Regions from separate parts of the Mus musculus genome. Here region 2 is linked to region 1. The links are chromatin contacts, called in public HiChIP or PLAC-seq maps. All regions are on one chromosome and are shown on one strand. Each heading gives the region's core, a stretch centred on a gene start, on an enhancer-like site or on the middle of the called end of the contact. The rest is flanking DNA. Distances are from core to core; before and after follow the strand shown.

Region 1 (5,191 bases), core at 447-2,946:
TGGTCTTGCTTCTTGTATGGCATTTTTCAATAAACTTTAAAAAAAAAAAAAAAAGCCTGACTGTGAGGATTGATCCACTTTTAAAGTTCTCTTCTAACAAAAGCATGGGAAAATTAATTTAATACCTGGGAAGGGAAGCTGCCGCCGCCGCCGAGTGCAGTGAGCTACCCACACTGGGCTAGGGTGCAGTGGGAAGGAAGTGCTGAGAACTGGAGGGTGCCTCTGCCAGCTGGGGGAGGCTTTGCACACAGGTCAGACCGACCTGTCTCCAGGGGAGCAGTCCGATCCCAGGGTCAGGGCTTTGGCAGTAGTTAGCCCTGCCGGGACAGAGCCACTTGACTGAAGGAAGAACAGACCTGAGGTGGTGGCAGTTAGAGTTGCGGTCACTGCCCCAGACAGCTGCAGAGGGTCTCATTCCACCTCATCGCCCACCTTCCCCCGGTGGTCCCATTTCCACCAGGACTACCAACTTAGACGGAGCCTGTCCCAGCCTGGGACATCCCAACCTACCACTGTTGTTTGCCAAGGAACCCTGTGCATCTCACGGTGCTCTTGGCCTACCCTGCAGCCCTTCAGGTGCCGGTCCTGGGCTAAGGCCACATGGGCTGAAGAAATTCCTGAGGCTGAATCATGCTGGTGTCCACATTAACACATGCCCCTGGAGCTCGTTCGGTGCAGCTGGCACTGCTACACATGCAGGTCAGCAGCCTTGGCGGCTGCTGCCACCACAATATCCATCCTAGCCTCGGAGGTGACTGGAGCAGCTATTGGGCACTGGACTTCTGGTGTCCCAGTCCCATGGTCCACACTGGTAGCCTCACAGCAGGTTATACCTTGAACCTCAGACCCGGGCCCCCAAATCTCCGCCTAATTTGGCATAGCCCCCCAAACTGAGTCGGTCCAGCCGTGGCCAGCTTCGGTGGGCACAGTCCCGAGTTGCTGGCGCCCCCAGAAGAAGCTCCCCTAGGCCCAGGTCCAGAGACTTGGAGTGCTCGATGCAGGAACCAGAGGGCTGCACCGTGATGATCACGTGTCCAGTCTGAGTCCGAGGACCCCAGGGTGGTGGCAGCCCCGGGCCCTTCAACGGGTAGCTGTGGAGCAGGGCAGGCAGCCCCGATCGAGGGTTGGCAGGTTCAGAGCGCAGGCTGCGCACCGACGGGACGGGCGAGGGGCCCCTCCTCGGGGCCAGGTCCCAAGTTTCGGGTTCCGCGACGGCGCCCGGGGACCCATGCGCGGGACTGGGCAGCAGCGCGTCCCAGCCTGGGCCGTCGGGCGGCCGCAGCGCCTGAGCCCTCAGCATGCCCCGGCGGAGACGCCGGGTCTCCAGGTCGCGGTTCTCGTAGAGCAATGTGTTGGCACAGATGAACACGAACAGGCCGACGCCCATGATTACCGGTCCCAGCAGCCGCAGGCGCTCGTGCGGCCCGTGCGCGCGGCCGGTCCTCGGGGCGTGGGTGTGGGAGGCGCGGCCGGGCCAGTAGCCGGCCACGGCGATGCCCATGCCCACCAGCACCACGAGCGCGCCCAGCGCCGCGAACGCCCCCGACGGCGAACGCAGCCGCAGCCGAGCCCGCACCCGCAGCGGCTCTGGCGGGGAGCGCGGCCGCCTCCGCCGGCCCAAGCGGCGGCCCAGGCGCGAAACGCGGCCCTCGGGGCTCCTGCGCGCGCCGCCGTCTCCGGGGCTCCCGGCCGTCATCGCGCGGTCGTCCGGGCGCTCTGCGGGGAAGAGCAGAGAGGCAGACACTGACCCGACGGGCCGGGCTCCGGGGGAGGGATGCGCGGGGCCGCCTCGGCCGGCCGCTTGGAGATCCCTGGCGGCCACCCCCGGATTTTCCCGGGGCCGCAAGGCAGGGAGCCGCCCCCGCTCGGGTTTTCCGCAGCGGAGCTGGGAGCCAGCGTTGGCCGGGCCCGCGGGCGGTGCGCAGGGAGGGGGCTGCGGGGCTCGGGTGCAGCCGGGGCTGCGGGGCTCCTGCAGCCTGCGCGCGCTCTGCTCGCCCGCCCGCCCGCCCACCCGCGCGGGCCCCCCTTGCGATCGCGGCCGGGGTAAGTACCTCCCGAGCTCGACCCCACCCCCCGCACGTGGCCGCCCCGAAGTAACCAGGGGAGGGGGTACTCGGATCGCCCGGGGCTGCGGGGCTCGCGCGCGCGCGCCCCACCTCCCCCTTACTGCGCTTTACATACCGCAGCGAGGGCCGGCGGAGGTGTCTCTGACTCCGGCTTCTCCTTGCTCGCCCCCTCCTTGCAGACTTCCTCAGCCGGCACTGGAGCTGCAGCAGGAGAGACTTGAGCTAGACTCTGGGAAAAACCGCTCTGGCCGAGACCAGCCAGTCAGAGCAGAGGAGGCAACGGCGGACTTTGTCCAGGATTCTTCTCCACTCCTCCAGAAGAGGCCTCCCCCTCCCCCCACGGCCGGGCTAGAGCCGGGGCTGGAGGCAGGGGACTGCCAGTGCTGGACGCAGGTCCTCGCCGGACGGACTCTCCTCCTGGATCGCTCGCCGGCCCAGGCAAGGCTGTTCCCAGATTGCGGTGTTTCCGATTCGGGCTCCCGGGGATGAATCATCCCCCTTTCCCGCCGCCTGGCCTCTTTTCCAGCCTCCTCCGCCCGAGGCCTCCGTGGGCCGCGTCCGGGCCAGAACAGCACCGCCCCGGGGTCGGGGCCGCACGCTGGAGCCGCTCCAGGAGGCCTTGTGCCCTGGTCCCGGCGCCGGGAGGCCGCGGGCAGCGGGGTCCGGGCGTCCGGTCTCGGTCCCCGGTGTCCCGGAGAGAAGCGGCAGCGGCGCCCGTCCCGGGCCTAGCACGGAGCGACCCCGGCCCGAGGCCCTGCAGACCCGGCCCGGACCCCTGCACCCCCGCTGCGCCCCGGGCCGGCTGCAGGAAGGGCGCGGGATGGCTGAGCCCCGCCCCGGACCCCGCGACCCGCCTCCGCCCGCGCCCTCGACGGAGAGGCGCCCGGCCGGCCCCGCCGACGGCCCCGCTCGCTCCGCCGGGCGCGCGGCCAGTTTCCATGATGCGGACTCGGCCCGGGAGCCCCCGCCTGGGATTGATTAGCCCGCGGCCCGTACTAATGAGAGCCGGCTGCGCGCGCGGCCCTCGCCCCTCTGGCCCCGGAGACCGGCATCCCCCGGCCGCAGAGCCTCCCAAGTGGATCTGGAGAAGGCACCCCTGCCCCACAGACGCTGAGCCCTCCCGTTCCCTCTGCTCTCCAGGGCTGACGCCTGAGGCATCTGCCTGTGTTGACTTCCTACTCACTCGCCCGCCGCCCGGGCGGGTGTGTGGATCCCCTGTCTTCCGGGTGTCCCTCCCACAACTGAGACCACAAGCCCAGGGCACAAGCTTCACTCTCAGCTGCCTGGGACTCCTGATCGGTCCCAGAACCCAAACCTCCACTGGCGAGGTCCACACTCACCTCCAGAGCACACTTAGGCCCCAGCTCTCCTCTTCATCTAGAACCAGCCGGTTCTTTCCTGTAGCCACTGTCCTCTTCGGGCAACTCCATCTCTTAAAGTCCCTGCAGTCTGCCCGCCGCCTGTCCCTGCCAACTGGTCTGCAAACGTCACAGAGCACCGTCCCAAATGTGCATCTGCCCCTTGCTGAAAACCCTCTTTGGCTCCCTGGTGCTGTCCGAATGGTTTCAGAGCCGGTGTGGTTTGAGCATGCTCCAGACCTTCTCACCTGGCCCGTGTGGCTGAAGCTGCCTAGGTCCCCAGTCCCTCTGAACTCTGGCCCCCAAGGCTTATCCAGTTTCTGGCTTTTCTCTCAGGAACACGGATTCCCCTTTGCACCTCGTGCTCCTCCAGAGCCCTGGGCCAGGTCTTCCCTCCCGTGCCCCCTCTGCACACAGCTGAGCTGACAATGCTCTTGGGGATTGACCTGTTTGGGGGGGGGGGGGGTTGCTGGCCGGCATTGAGGTCTGAGGCCCAAGGCTGGTTCTGACTTGCTCCTTTCTAGAGCCTTGTGCTCAAGGGAATGTGTGCCCTAGCTGGCCCTCCATGCTAGAGAGACATATATACGTGAGGCCTATGACTTCCTTCACCCCCCTCCTCTCCTCCACCCTGGGCCCGGGAGGAGGAAGGAAGGAGATGGGTGGGAGAGGAGAGCACACCTAAGCTCACCAGGGCTCAGTTTCCCTATCTTTATAAGAACAAATAGCACCACAGTGTGTTCTCAGAGCTGAAATGCTCGCACACATGTTGAACACCTGGAGCAAAGTGCTCGACATCAGCCTGCCTGTCCTCTGACTACTGCCTCAGGCATTGGGCTGAGCTGTGAGGGGGGTGGTGACTACAGGTCCCTTTCCCAGGTAGAACCCTGGCTCTGGTTCTCTCTGAGAGCTCAGAGAAAGTGTAACAAGCAGGAAGATAGGAAACCAGGACGGGGAGGCAGGCCTCCCTTCCCACAGGCCTCCCCTGCAGAGGGACCTCCCAGGCTGGGGGCTGGGGGTGGGGGTTCATCCTGTCTCTGCAGATGTGTGGCTGGCCAGAGGCCTCTGGGTGGTGACAGTGATAATCCCCAGGCAGTCTGGACCTGATTTGATTCTGCCCTGGCCTCTGTGTGACCTAGACACCCGCTTTCCCTTCTGAACTGGGAGGAGCCTGAATGGATGGGGGTAGAAGCCAGAAATGTGACACCGTCACCCCAGGCCATCCTGGAGAAGAGTGCACGCCCGCGCGCGCGCACACACACAGGAAAAAAAACGAGAAGACAAGCGGGCACAGCCCTACCATGTGCAGGGTCTGGAATCCTCATCTTCTCTTTAAACCAGGAGGGCGTGTGCAGCCCGAGCCATCTCTAGAGGAGACAGCTGGCGGCAGTGTGCTCTGTACACCCCTGTCCCTAGTGACTTTAACCTAGAGGTGTATCAGCTCGGTCAGCTAAGACTTTAGAGTTGTCCAAAGGACAGAGTGTGGTCCTGCTCCATCCTAGCAGAATGGTAGAGCCGGACTGGGAGCAGTTGAGTGTGAGCCCTGTTTCACAAGATGAACCCAGACTCCCAAGGCTCTATTTCCTGAAGGCTGAGTCCCAGAGAGGAGGAGTTCCTTGCCCCAGGTGGCCCTGCCAGTACCTGGCAATGTTGGGATTCAGGACTCTGAACTAATCCCACCCACCAAGAGCTCAGGTCCTTAGAGAGTAGTGGCTGTAGCTCGCTGAATCCATGCTCGCTCTGGAAGCTCTACTCTGGGTGATGCTGGGC
Region 2 (5,475 bases), core at 1,452-3,951, 390 kb before region 1:
TAGGTTAACAGGCCTTAACAGCTTCCCGTGCCTGCCTGATCCTGGTGTGCTCATCAAAAAAAAAAAACTCCAACCCCAGAATACCTAATGGTTGGCCAATGGTAGGACATGGCAGCCCTAGAACTCACAATGCAGCAGACCAAGCTGCCACTTAAAATTCAGTTACAGAGGGCTGGTGAGATGGCTCAGTGGGTAAGAGCACCCGACTGCTCTAGAGATCCTGAGTCAAATCCCAGCAACCACATGGTGGCTCACAACCATCTGTAACAAGATCTGACTCCCTCTTCTGGAGTGTCTGAAGACAGCTATAGTGTACTTACATATAATAAATAAATAAATAAATAAAAAAGAGGACACTTTCCAAAAGTCTTTATTGAACCAACTGCATGTTAATTGACAAAGTATTTCACTTTCCCAAAATGAGGTTTCTCAATGTAGGCCAGGCTGGCCTTAATCTGACTGCAGCTCCGATTCCAATGGCTGCCTGGCAATGTACAAGCCAAAAACTTCTGCTAGCTTCCAGGAGATCCTCTTGTGGAATTTTTCTGAAAAGGAAGTGCAAGTCTATGTTAGTTCCACCTTCAGGCTCATTCCCCAACTCAGGCTTTCCTAAGAACTGGTCTCAGTCCCATATCCGCATTTCTCATCCATAGATGTCCACTGATAATGGGTTTCATCATGGACCAGTGTCTGTACTCATGCAATGTTCAATTGACAAATACCAGCCAACATGGCACACATCTTTGCCCCAGATGTGAACAGCTAACTAGTTCAGACATAAATTATGGAGGTGGCTTATAGATGGCTAGCCACTATGCAAACCTGAATTTCTGCTATACTACTTAGGAAAAGGGTTAACAATCCTTAAGCTTACCCAACAAGTGTAGACCAAATCATATATAATGGCTGCTTCACTGGTTACATGGCCCTTAAAAAAAAAAAACCATGAAAGTAAGCCATTACTCAGCAATACTGATCAGTTCTCAAGTTTTCCCACTTCAAAGCCCAGGCATGTCTGAGTCTGGCCTGCTGCTCTACAGCAGACTGCATCGCTGTGAGGCCAGCTTCAGGGTGCTCTTCCTCCTTAACGACCACCAAGACCAGCGTCAAGATCCGATGGGAAAGGGAAACCGGAGGGTCAGGCTGTCTTAGCCAGCAATTACCTTAGTGTTAGGAGCCTGACAGGCCGTCTTCTCAGACTCTTCCAAGAAATAAGCTCAAGTGTAACCTGCAGAAGAAACATTTGTTGTAAATACCACAGAACAATAGCCTCACAGGTAGAGGGCGCTCAACTTGAGGCCTGATATACATATATAGGAAAGATGAGTGGCAGCTGCAGGCACTGTGCTGACCTGAGCTGTCAAAGTCTCTCCATTACTCTGGCATGCAGTTGGAGATCCCATGGCTACAGGCAGCCACAGCCCTTGGAAACATGCCTCAGGTCTCCCCGGGTAGTGCAACTAAACGGAGCTTACCAGACCCTTCTGCTGTATCGTTGTCCATTATCTTCTGGTCTCCCTCCTCACAATCTTCATCAACAGCTAAGATGAATGGCAACAGAATTAGCCACAATAATCTTGTTCCATATTCCCAGTCATTACCTTATAGGGACTGTGACAGTGACCAAGGCATTGTTTATTTACCAATAGATGATCAATACAGGCCTGAATTGTAAATCAGATTGAGCTCACTCACCGGTCTACCTCCTATCCCCTCCCACCCCCCCCAGGAATAAAAGCCTAAAGATTGCTACATACTCCAGAGAAATAGTAAGGTGAAGCTGTCATTTTCCACAATGTTGCAGATCAGTTACAGGAAACAGAACTGCGACCGTCAAGGAAAATTCTTTCTCTGGGCCACCTTTTTGACCACAGCAGCTATGTAGAAGCTGCTGCAGCTTCGATAAGGGCCACAGACAGCGATAGCAATTGCTAGACCTCAAACCCACAAGCCACATGCCTCACCACTGCCTACTAGAGAGACGCCTGAAAAGGCAATCCTGTGGGCTCCGATGGCTCCTAGTTCAATACGTGAAGCTTTAGACATTGGGATAGGTTCCTGACTATAACCCAAAGCAGTCTCAAATTAATGACCCTACCGCCTACAAACGCTTTTTAACGCGCTGTGGACATCAGGTTTAGCTGAATAAAATGGCGGCTTTTTGCAATCAGAAAGCGAGAAAGCCGAGGTTGTATAATCCTTGCCCAACTCTGTAGGGCCCATTATCCTGACTTTTTTTTTTTTAAGGCTTTAATACTATGGTTGACATAGCGATCGCCTAGCACGTGGTAGGACCCAAATTCCACCCAACATAGGAGCGAGGTTAATCACAAAAAGGTCGCTCGGAGGTAATGGTCACAGGCCCTTCCATTGGCGTCATCCTAATAAGGTTACTGCACCCAAGCACGTAATCCAGTAAAGGCACAAATGCTCTTACCAGATCCCGTCACCCCCAAGCCTACAACACTCACGGGTCAAAAGGCGTGGGGCCCTGAGTTATCACTGCGCATGTGGCCATAACCCGTGCTTCCTTGGACCAGACGGAAAAATCCGGTCCCTTCCCGGCAGGCTCGGTATCTCACGAATCATCCGGAGAGGCGGACGGAGCTGGTGGGCTGGGAAGATGGGGGGCGGGCAACGTTGGGTAGAAGTACAAGGCGCCATAACGAAAACAGACAGGGACCGCGGATGAAGCGAGAAAGGACTGAGAACGGCCTGCACCAGGATTATATACTCTCGCGCCCTCTACTGAGTCTGCGTCATCCACCTGACGCACGGCGCCTCTGGGAAATGTAGTTCTTAGCAAAGCCGGGTTCCTGCTCCTTGTCTGGCCCTGATAGTGGTTTCGACCCAGGCCAGAGCGCTCAACTCAAATCTCTGACCAACTGCCATCACTATGGATTAAGTTCCCGGGCGACTTTGAATTACACCGATCTTAGAAAGGGTTTTCCACATTTGGATGTGCTTAATAAAGAGATTTTGCAAATTAAAAAAAGAGAAGAAAAAAAAAAATGGAGTTTTCCCCCGGAGCATCCCGGGATGGCCTAGAGGGTAACAGCATGCTGGCAGATCTTCTTAAAGAATGACCCTCAGAAGCCAGGCGTGGGGGCGCACGCATTTAATCCCAACACTCGGGAGGCAGAGGCAGGCAGATTTCTGAGTTCGAGGCCAGCCTGTTCTACAAAGTGAGGTCCAGGACAGCCAGGGCTACCCAGAGAAACCCTGTCTCAAAAAACCAAAATTTTGTTCTTCTTTTTTTCTTTTCTTTTCAAAGATTTATTTATTTATTTGATGTATATATGAGTACACTGTCACTGTCTTCAGACACACCAGAAGAGGGCATTAGATCCAATTACAGGTGGTTATGAGCCACCATGTGGTTGCTGGGATTTGAACTCAGGACCTTTGGAAAAGCAGCCAGTGCTCTTAACTGCTGAGCCATCTCTCCAGCCCACCTTTTTTTTTTTTTTTTCTATTTTATTTTCTTTGATAGGGGAATATAGTTTATTTGGCTTATAATTCCAGATTGCAGTCCTTCATGACAGGAAAGTCACGGTCGGGGGTCCGGGGGGATGGCTAGCAGGTTGTATCACGTCTACAGTTTAAAGTAGAGAGGTGACATTTTCTTTTCTTTTTTTGTTTTGTTTTGGTTTGGTTTTGGTTTTACAACACAGGGTTTCTCTGTAGAGCTCTAGCTGTCCTGGAACTCACTTTGTAGGCCAGGCTGGCCTCAAACTCAGAAATCCTCCTGCCTCTGCCTCCCGGGTGCTGGGATTAAAGCCATGCACCACCACACCCGGTAACATTTTCTTTTTTTTTTTATTTTTTGTTTTTATTTTACACAGCATCTCACTAGTTTGTCCAGGCAGACCTCAGCCTCTCAAGTAGCTGGAATTACAAGCATCCTTCCAGGTCCAATTTCTTTCCTTCCCCAATGTTAGGAAGGGTGTCACTGGACTTACCACATGCTGCTCCCAAGCTATTCCCCTTAGCTCCTACATACACCTGAAAAAATAGGTTTCCAGGCAGGAGAGATGGCTCAGCAGTTAAGAGCACTGACTGCTCTTACAAAGGTCCTGAGTTCAGTTCCCAGCAACCACATGGTGCCTCACAACCATCTGCAATGTGTCTAAAGACAACTACAATGTACTCATAAAATAAATAAATAAATAAATAAATAAATAAATAAATCTTTTTTTTTTTTTTTAATTTAAGAAAAAATAGGTTTCAGGCTGGAGAGGTGCCTCAGAGGTTAAAAGCATTTGCTGTGCAAACATGAAGACCACAATTTGGATCCTACCACCCCTTCTCCCCTCCCCCAGCAAGCTGGGAGTGGTAGTTTAGGGAGCTTGTTTTTTTGAGACAGGGTTTCACTATACAGACCACGCTGGCCTTGAACTGCCTCTTCCTCCTGAGTGCTTGGATTAAAGACATGCACCATACTGCCTTGCCTTGCCTTTTTTAAAAAGGATTTTATTTATTTATTATATATATATGAGTACACTGTAGCTGTACAGATGGTTGTGAGCCTTCATGTGGTTGCTGGGAATTGAACTCAGGACTTCTGCTCACTCCGGTCCACTCCCTCCAGCCCTGCTGGCTCTGGCCCAAAGATTTAATTATTACATGTAAGTACACTGTAGCTGTCTTCAGACACACCAAACGGGGGCGTCAGATCTCATTACGGATGGTTGTGAGTCGCCATGTGGTTGCTGAGACTTGAACTCAGGACCTTTGGAAGAGCAGTCATTACTCTTAACCGCTGAGCCATCTCTCCAGCCCTTTCCTTGCTTTTGTTTAAGACTTGGTTTCTCGGGCTGGTGAGATGGCTCAGCGGGTAAGAGCACCCGACTGCTCTTCCGAAGGTCAGGAGTTCAAATCCCAGCAACCACATGGTGGCTCACAACCATCCGTAACGAGATCTGATGCCCTCTTCTGGAGTGTCTGAAGACAGCTACAGTGTACTTACAAATAATAAATAAATAAATCTTAAAAAAAAAAAAAAAAAAAAAAAAAAGACTTGGTTTCTCATTTGCCTGAAGTTTGCCCATGGAGTAAGAGAATGTCCAGCGATTGCCTGTCTCCTCCTCCCAGGGCTGAGGTTGCTGACATCCTCTTGGCTTTATTACGGGTCTTCTCAGGATGGCACTCATGTCCTCAGGCCAGTGTGGCAAGCACTTTACCAGCTGAGCTATTTACTGCTTTAGCCCAAGTACGTGTTTCCTTCCTTGTCTTCCTCATTAGAATGAGAGCTCCCCAAGAGCAGGAACCCCTCCTCTGTCTGCTCCATGCTCTGTGCGTACTTGTATATAACAGATGGAACGGAACAGATGGTGATGCACGCCTGAAATCCCAGCACTTGGGAGGCAGAAGCAGGCGGATTTCTGAGTTCAAGGCCAGCCTGGTCTACAGAGTAACAGGACAGCCAGGGCTGCACAGAGAAACCCTCTCTCGGAAAAAAAAAAACCAAACCAA

The links. HiChIP or PLAC-seq counts read pairs in DNA pulled down with a chosen protein or histone mark.
Region 2: a contact with region 1 is called in an HNF4G HiChIP or PLAC-seq map of pancreatic cancer cells. The contact joins the promoter of Snhg12 here to the promoter of Tmem200b in region 1. A contact is called at or near these places in 2 of 115 datasets of contacts at active chromatin or transcription factors (memory CD8 T cells and pancreatic cancer cells) and 1 of 9 other capture datasets (liver).

The regions. Positions count from the first base shown.
Region 1 is chr4:131,918,276-131,923,466 of GRCm38.p6, reverse strand. It overlaps Tmem200b (transmembrane protein 200B), which reads right to left and starts at 1,696. Exons shown (of 1, transcript NM_001201367.1): 1 at 327-1,696. The coding sequence starts at 1,696. The coding sequence ends at 842. It overlaps Epb41 (erythrocyte membrane protein band 4.1), which reads left to right. Exons shown (of 21, transcript NM_183428.3): 21 at 1-38. Gm12992 (predicted gene 12992) reads left to right here and starts at 3,438. Exons shown (of 5, transcript NR_102393.1): 1 at 3,438-3,699.
Region 2 is chr4:132,305,904-132,311,378 of GRCm38.p6, reverse strand. It overlaps Snhg12 (small nucleolar RNA host gene 12), which reads right to left and starts at 2,701. Exons shown (of 5, transcript NR_029468.1): 1 at 2,472-2,701; 2 at 1,476-1,541; 3 at 1,164-1,228; 4 at 875-928; 5 at 355-545. It overlaps Snora16a (small nucleolar RNA, H/ACA box 16A), which reads right to left and starts at 1,914; the gene lies at 1,779-1,914. Snora44 (small nucleolar RNA, H/ACA box 44) reads right to left here and starts at 1,426; the gene lies at 1,310-1,426. It overlaps Snora61 (small nucleolar RNA, H/ACA box 61), which reads right to left and starts at 1,072; the gene lies at 1,011-1,072. It also overlaps Snord99.